Regions from separate parts of the Capsicum annuum genome. Here region 1 is linked to region 2. The links are chromatin contacts, called in public Hi-C maps. All regions are on one chromosome and are shown on one strand. Each heading gives the region's core, a stretch centred on a gene start, on an enhancer-like site or on the middle of the called end of the contact. The rest is flanking DNA. Distances are from core to core; before and after follow the strand shown. Region 1 holds the start of LOC107873409 (protein SAR DEFICIENT 4). Region 2 holds the start of LOC107873406 (protein REVEILLE 6).

What was found. A called contact is a pair of places that touch in the nucleus more often than the background predicts.
Region 1: a Hi-C map of pericarp shows a contact between it and region 2, with 2.3 times the contacts expected there. The contact joins the promoter of LOC107873409 here to the promoter of LOC107873406 in region 2. A contact is called at or near these places in 4 of 5 Hi-C or Micro-C datasets (leaf, pericarp and placenta).

The regions. Positions count from the first base shown.
Region 1 is chr6:51,309,056-51,312,853 of UCD10Xv1.1, forward strand. It overlaps LOC107873409 (protein SAR DEFICIENT 4), which reads left to right and starts at 1,351. Exons shown (of 1, transcript XM_016720254.2): 1 at 1,351-3,010. The coding sequence starts at 1,846. The coding sequence ends at 2,841. LOC107873408 reads right to left here. Exons shown (of 10, transcript XM_016720253.2): 10 at 3,273-3,616. The coding sequence ends at 3,512.
Region 2 is chr6:51,086,963-51,090,595 of UCD10Xv1.1, forward strand. LOC107873406 (protein REVEILLE 6) reads right to left here and starts at 1,400. Exons shown (of 8, transcript XM_047413511.1): 1 at 1,035-1,400; 2 at 377-434. The coding sequence starts at 1,237.

The sequences.
Region 1 (3,798 bases), core at 101-2,600, 220 kb after region 2:
AAGTATAATTTTTCAAGGGGTGTAGGGTATAATAAACAAAACATGGACTGAGTTAATTGTCTAATTGTGAAAAAAGTACATGCATAAGGAAAACAGATATAATAAGTTAAAACACTAAAATTAGAATATAGCTATAAACTATTCTTCAGTTGGCAAGCAAGCATGTTGATGAAGAGGAGTTTGCTTGATCACACTTATATATAGTAGTAAAGTAATGTAGAATATACATACACATAAAATAATATTTGCACTAAAAAAGAATAGATTTATATGCAACTGCAAATTCTACTTTCAAGTACATGTATAAGTTCTACCATAATTGAAAGAAATTATGATAATGAAAAAATCCAGACAAGAATTGAAGTATAATTAGCCTTCTATTGAAGCTAGCATTTTCTCTCAGGTGGAATACATACACAGGTCCCTGAACTTGTTGAGTTTTTCATGTTAACACCTCAATTAGGCCATGCTCATATTAAATTCCTGAACCTCTCACAAAACGTGCCGATTAAGCACTTTTTTAGAAGGCCATAACACATGAAATCTAGACACGAGTAATGTGGTAAATAAATCAATAAGATAAAAATAATTGACTTTGCTCACAAATAATCCAACAAAATAAAGTAAATAAAACCTTTAAGCCCAAAATAATAGTATATATTTAAAACCCCTAATCTTTATAGGTCTTCATCTTCCCCCCCAAAAAATCTAGGTTTTCTCTAAAGAAAAACCTCTATTACCTTCATCATATCTTCTCTCACTGCAAATTCTATTGGCATACTCATTGAATTAGATCCAATTCTTTGTTGATTTTTGACATTCAAAATTAGAAATAAAGAATAGAAACATGACTTGAAAATGAAATTTGTCATCAAATCTGACAGTGCTTCGAAATGTAGTGCATTTCTTGAAGATTGAGGAAGACAAAATAAATTTATCAAACCTTATAGGGTATTTATCAAGTCCGATATAAAACTTTTAGCATATTTTTTATTTGATCTTCGAGAACAAATGTTATTTAAGTTATAAAGTGGTGGGATTGAATTTCGGCGAGCCAATTTATGACGATAAAGATTGTGAGAAAGCAAGCGACCATTGTGGTGCGACCATGAATGTTGTGGTGGTGGCTTCGACCCATTGATCTTCTTCCATATATAATTTGACAGTAATGAAAAGAAGAATTAGCAGTGAAAAAAGAAAGAGAAAAAAACAAATACATTTTAGGGAGAAATTATATTCTCATTGGAGGTAGCGACGGTGGTGAAAGAAGTCGAAGATGATAACTGTAAATTAAACTTGAAGAAGATATAAAATTTAAAAAATTACAAATAAAAAAATTAAAGCGTATCCCACATGTTGTGTTAGGTAGCAAGTGTGCTTAATAGGCATATTTTATCTCACTTAATAGGAATACTTTATGAAAGTTTCAAGATTCAATAGAAATATAGCGTAATTACTTATTAGGATAGTCTTAGCACAGAAAAATTCAACAAGTTCAAAGCCTGCATATGAAAATTCCACCTTGATTTTAAATGGACTGTCGCATTTCATTAGCCGTGACGAATTAGAAAACTTAAATAGTCCAATCTTGAATTGGGGAGCCATTTGATTTGGGTCATTTTGTTACCGCGAAATTTCGCAAGTCCACTGCAAAGTCGAGATCCTACCTTTTCCCTTGTTAAAAAGTTAAAAGCAGTTGAATGAATTTGTCCGTTTGTATAGTATAAATAGTGGCCTCAAAAAAGCCATTTGTATAAACGCCCCACCATTTTCTCCTCTAAATCCATCCTACTACAAGTCCAACCAATCCCATTTTTTCGCCAACAAGAAAATCCCCAATCCACCATGACAACACCATCACCAGTGTTCATCTCCACCGCCACTCTCCACACCCTTTTGACCCACAAATCCCTCATCAACCACCTTCAATTTTCCCTCCCATCTTTCACTTCTACCATTGAATCCCCACTTCGCCATGCCCATCAAACAAGCCCCTCAACTTCTCTCCTCCTCATGCCTTCTTGGTCTTGTTCCCCTTCCCTTCCTTATATCGGTATCAAGCTTGTCACTTACCACCCCAACAACTCCACTCAAAATTTACCTGGAGTTCATGCTAGTTATGTTCTTTTCAATTCCATTACTGGACAAACTTTAGCCACTATGGATGCCACTGAACTCACTGTTTATCGAACTGCTTGCACATCGGCTTTAGCTTCAAAATTCTTATCACGACAAGATTCCGAGACCCTTTTGATGATTGGTGCTGGTACTTTAGCGCCGCATTTGATCAAGGCGCATTTGACAGTTAGGCCAAGTCTGAAGAAAGTGATTGTGTGGAATAGAACTGTTGATAAGGCGAAAAAGATGATTGAAAATTTGCAAAGTGAAGGTGGTTTTGAAGGGGTGTGTTTTGAGAGTAATGATTGTCTTGAGGAAGTTGTGGGGTTGGGAGATATAGTGAGTTGTGCTACGAATTCGGAGACACCATTGGTGAAGGGGGAGAAACTTAAAGAAGGGGCGCATTTGGATTTGGTTGGATCGTTTAAGCATTCGATGAGGGAGTGCGATGACAAAGCGTTGAAGAGGGGGAAAGTGTTTGTTGATAATGAGGCTGCTTTGGTTGAGGCAGGGGAACTGGTGGGTGCATTTGAGAGAGGGGTTATCTCAAGGGATGAGATTGCTGGGGACTTGTTGGAATTGATAAAGGGAGAAAAGAATGGGAGAACAAATGCTGAGGAGATTACTGTGTTTAAATCAGTAGGTTCTGCTGTTGTTGATCTTCTCACAGCTCAATTGGCATATGAGACTTACATAAAAAATCATCAAATTTTAGTTAATTAGTTCTGTTCTCATATAGAGTATGCTGTGGGGCTATACAAATAATGATAATAAGAGAAGATAAGAACTTTGTTTCTCTGTAGTGCTTGTTCTATGTCTCAATAAGACGGTGATGCAGTTTAATGTGGTGTATCAGTCAGTCTTGACATCTTTTGACAGTTTTTTACCTGGATACTGGGGTTCTTTCTTCTTTTTTTTTTTTTTTTTTTTTTTTTTTTTTTACTTTCGTTGAAGTTTATGATGTAAAAATGTTACCTTTACATGCAACCAAAATAGTACTGATCCAATTTTCGACATGGGAAAAAGCTGCATCTGTAAAAGTTGAAGTGATGTGGAGCATGTGTAGCACTAAGACTATCATTATTTAGGCAAAATGTTTATGGCCTACACTTGGCAAGCGTCCGGCAGAACACAGAAATTTTCTCCAACGAATATAATAACCAAAATTGCAATTAGAATTGAACCTAAGCACTACAAATTGAGTTTACAAATTACAACAATAGTAAGGGGAGAACTTAGATAGTTACCTCCACTGAAGAATAGCTCTAATGGGATGAATACAACTACAAATCCATAATACCACAAGTGGGCTAATGGTATGAATCAAAGAGTATATATTCTATATACAATTTTGAGCCAGAAGTACAACAAAATCTACATATTTTTTTTTTGTTTATGATTCAGCTTGGTGAGTTTCTTTCTTTTGATGTAACTTAGAGTGGACCCTTGGATACAGCATATCGTTTAATTGTCTTTCGGCACTGTACTCCGAGGTGGCCTGCAAATAGAACATTCTATTACTATTTCCACAGACCCCTTGAGCAAAACCAATGGAACTGAAAAATGAATCTGTGGTATGTTTTCATGGTGTTGAACCTTTTACTTGCCCAGATGGAAACAAAAGAGTTACTATCTTGGAACTAGGAAGTAATACAAAGTGATGCTCAAAAATCAGAAAAA
Region 2 (3,633 bases), core at 150-2,649:
CTCAAAACAACCAAAATGGCTCCTTAGTCACTCTGTTATCCATTTATCCACGAAACTAGCAATTTCGGTGATTATAGTTGACCATGTATGCCATCAACACCGTATTAGATACCTATAGAGACATGCCCACATTCTTATCTCTGTGACTCAAACCCCAATCTCGTGATTGGGATTTTTCCCTGGGGTTATTCCTACACAGTTGATGCAATGCTAAATTGGCAACTTAACAATAAGACAAGAAATAGTTAACTCGGTGGTAGTTGCTTGTCATATAATAGAGTGAGAGAAACCTAAATTTGCAAAATAAAATGATGGTTCAGATAAAATGAAAAGGTGCTTAATAAGATGTGCATATGCTAGCTAACCTTACAATTACCTGAATAACAGTTTTTGATCCAACAAATGCTTCGATCTTTTTCCAGTCACGGTCAAATCTGTTGTTACATTAAGTAAAATGGGTAATCAGTAATAAGAAAAATCTCAACTCAAAGGAGACATGTTGATGTTCTTTTATTGTAGAACTGAACATAGTGGCAGTAAGCAAAGGAGTTACATTCACTCATTCAGTAAAATGAAACTACTTGATAAGAAAAAAGAGATTTAACGAACTTCCAATAAAATGTTGATATATACAAGCTACGAAACAGCCTTTAACCACTAACTTTTCTTGAAAACACACATAAGCCAGAAAATTGGCCGACATGAAATAAATTAGGTTTTAGGAATAGTTGATATATATATACTTGTGAATTAACACGAGAAGCAAAAATCCAATTTGTTCAAGTTGAACTCGTAAAGAAACAAACTTGTATAACAGCATTCAACTCAACTAATGGCATATGCCATCTTCAATCGCTCCTTAAAACTACAAATTCTCAAACTCGTTAATTTCCTTGGCGAACACTCAAGTTAACCTAAAACAACGAGAATGATATACGAACTTAAATTAAAACTTGGAACTTTCAGCCGTAAACCCTAGTAAGTGAAAATACAATGAACTAGCAGTGTAAATAGTTCTAAAATTCAGAACTCACAGCTGAAGAGCTTCAAGGAACTTGTCGTGTTCGGGTTCAGTCCAGCTTTCTCGTGACTTGGTAATGGTGTAGGGTTTTCGAATTTTCTTCGACGGGTCATCGGAAGGAGACAATGGGTTGGAGGTCGACGCCGTTGCACCGGCGGGAGAAGCGGTGGCAGTTGGATTGGAGAAAGAGCCGAGATTAGGAAGGGCCATGACCATCAGATTTTCATCAACTAGAATAAACTGTGGGTCAGTTTCGCTTCATCTCATGCTTTTTAGGCTGCCAAACATAAATGTTGATTTCTTTTCTATTTGTGTTTCTTTTCTTTTTTCTTCTTTATTCTTTTCTTTAAATTTTATTTTCTTTATGTCTAATCCGTTTTCTTTTGCCAAAAACAAAAACAAATATGAACTCCCAAATTAGATTATTAACTAATTAAAAATATTATGGATGGCTTGGTTGGGGCTAAAATTAGCACTAGTCACAAATCAAATTAGGCTTTCACCAAGCTAACGTTTAAAAAGAATTAGAAAAGGAAATTAAGAACAACTTGAGACTGTTTTTCAAAAAGAATAAAGGAAATTTGATATAATAGTATAACTTATATCCGCTAAATTTTTAAGAGGTTTTGATAAACTTTTAAGAAATACTTGTAGTTTATAAGCTAAAAATTAAAAGTCATAAGTAGGGCAGACCTTGCTTTTGACTTTTCGCTTATTTTTATACCTTGTTAGCCTAAAAGTGGGTGCTTAAAAAAACTTTTTTGTTTTGTCAAACACAGCTAAAATAAAAAAAATACTTAAAAGCCAAAAATATTTAAAAATAAGTAAATCCAACCACCCCCTAATTGAAAAGTGATTTTTTCCAAAAGTATTTTTGAAGAAAAAAAATACTTTTGATGAGAAGCAGTTTGTATTTTAACAACAAATTTTAAAAAACACATTTGAGCAGCAATTTAAAATTTAGTTAAGCTTTGAAAAGTATTTTAAGTATATTTTTCTCGAAAGTTTTTTTCAAAAAAGTCTTTTAATGGAAAAGTTATTATTTTAGCTTCTAAAAATACAGCTTCTGCTACTTCTAAAATTACTCATTTTCTAACAAAAATTTGGTTAAACACTTGCTTTTAAAAAAAAATTACTTTTGGAGAAAAATAAGCTTTGCCAGACATGTTATCGTCTACTAATAGCATGTTTGGACAAGCTGACTTTTTCAAAATTGCTTATTTTTCTAAAAAGTGTTTATTGCCAAAAAGTGAGGTGTTTGTCCAAGCTTTTGGACGGAAATAAGTGTTTTTAAAGAGTAACGGAAGTTATTTTAATAAGCTAAAAAAAGTAACTTCTTCCTAAAAGCACTTATTTAAAAAGTATTTTTGAAAAAAATATACTTAAAAGCACTTTTAAAAAGTTTGACGTTTGAATTTTTTAAAAAATCAGAGGAAATTCGATTTCGGTGCACATTAGCGTGACTTGCTAAAGTGCACCTACTGACCAAAAATGTCACGAGGACGACAAAAAAAGAAGGTGAATACACCAAAGACATCAACATTGGTGGTGACTGATAGTTTACGGGAGCTCGTGAGGACAAACAACCAATGGAACAGAGACCACCTTTAATAAAAAGGGTGACCCGAAATTTAATGGTACAAAAATAACATCAGGTAATTTAGGATCCAGGGACAATAAAGTGTCGAATAAGATGATATAACCAAAGGAGAAACGATGGAATCGCTTACACGCTGAACTGCACAAAAGAAGTTAGAGCTTAGTGAAGAACCAGCTAAAAGGTGTGGGAATTTCTTTAATATATAAATTAAAGGAATAAAACTAAGGTATGTGGTACTAGTAATGAAAAATGGGGCAAAGGTCATAGAAGAGTAAGGAAGAAGTTATTCGCACAACTGAAGAGTGAAAGCAGGTTATCTTGTATGTCGTGGGGATTCACCTACCATTGCTGTGATTGAGAGGTATATTGCTTTATAGGTGAACACTGCTAGTAAACTTAAGGTTCATTATCATAAGGATGATTATTTCTTAGTGCAGTTTGCAAGCTTGAATGTTCGTAATGAATTGTATATTAGGTGTGGAGTGCGGACTTTGGTTTTAACAAAGAAATTTTACAAACAGTCCTAATTTGAATGAAATACACTAATTTGCATTTGAATTGCTGGAGTATGAATTTTTGAAATAGAATTAGCAGTGGCTTAGGGATTCCTTTTATGAGAATAAGTGTGTTATCAAGGTGGATCAAATATATTTTGCTCGTGTGCTAATGAAAATGGAAGTGGCAAGGGAGTTAATTGCCACAGAAAATTAAGGTTGGCAATGGCAGGATTTTTGAGAAGGTTGTGAGGTATGAGTGGGTGCCTGAATATTGCACAAAGTAGGGTATAACGACATCAAGGTGGGGCCTAGAGGGAAAGTTGCATCTAGAATAGTTCAAAAATGGCAAGGGAAACCAACCACGACTGTAGAAGTCAACTCCTCAAAACCAGGTCCTGAGCCTACAAGTAAAGGGGGTAGGTGGAGGAGGTGGAGGAGTCTTGGAACCAGGTTACATCCAAGTCAACAACAAAAGACTTGGGAATGCAGGATAAACCATAAACCATGAGAATGAC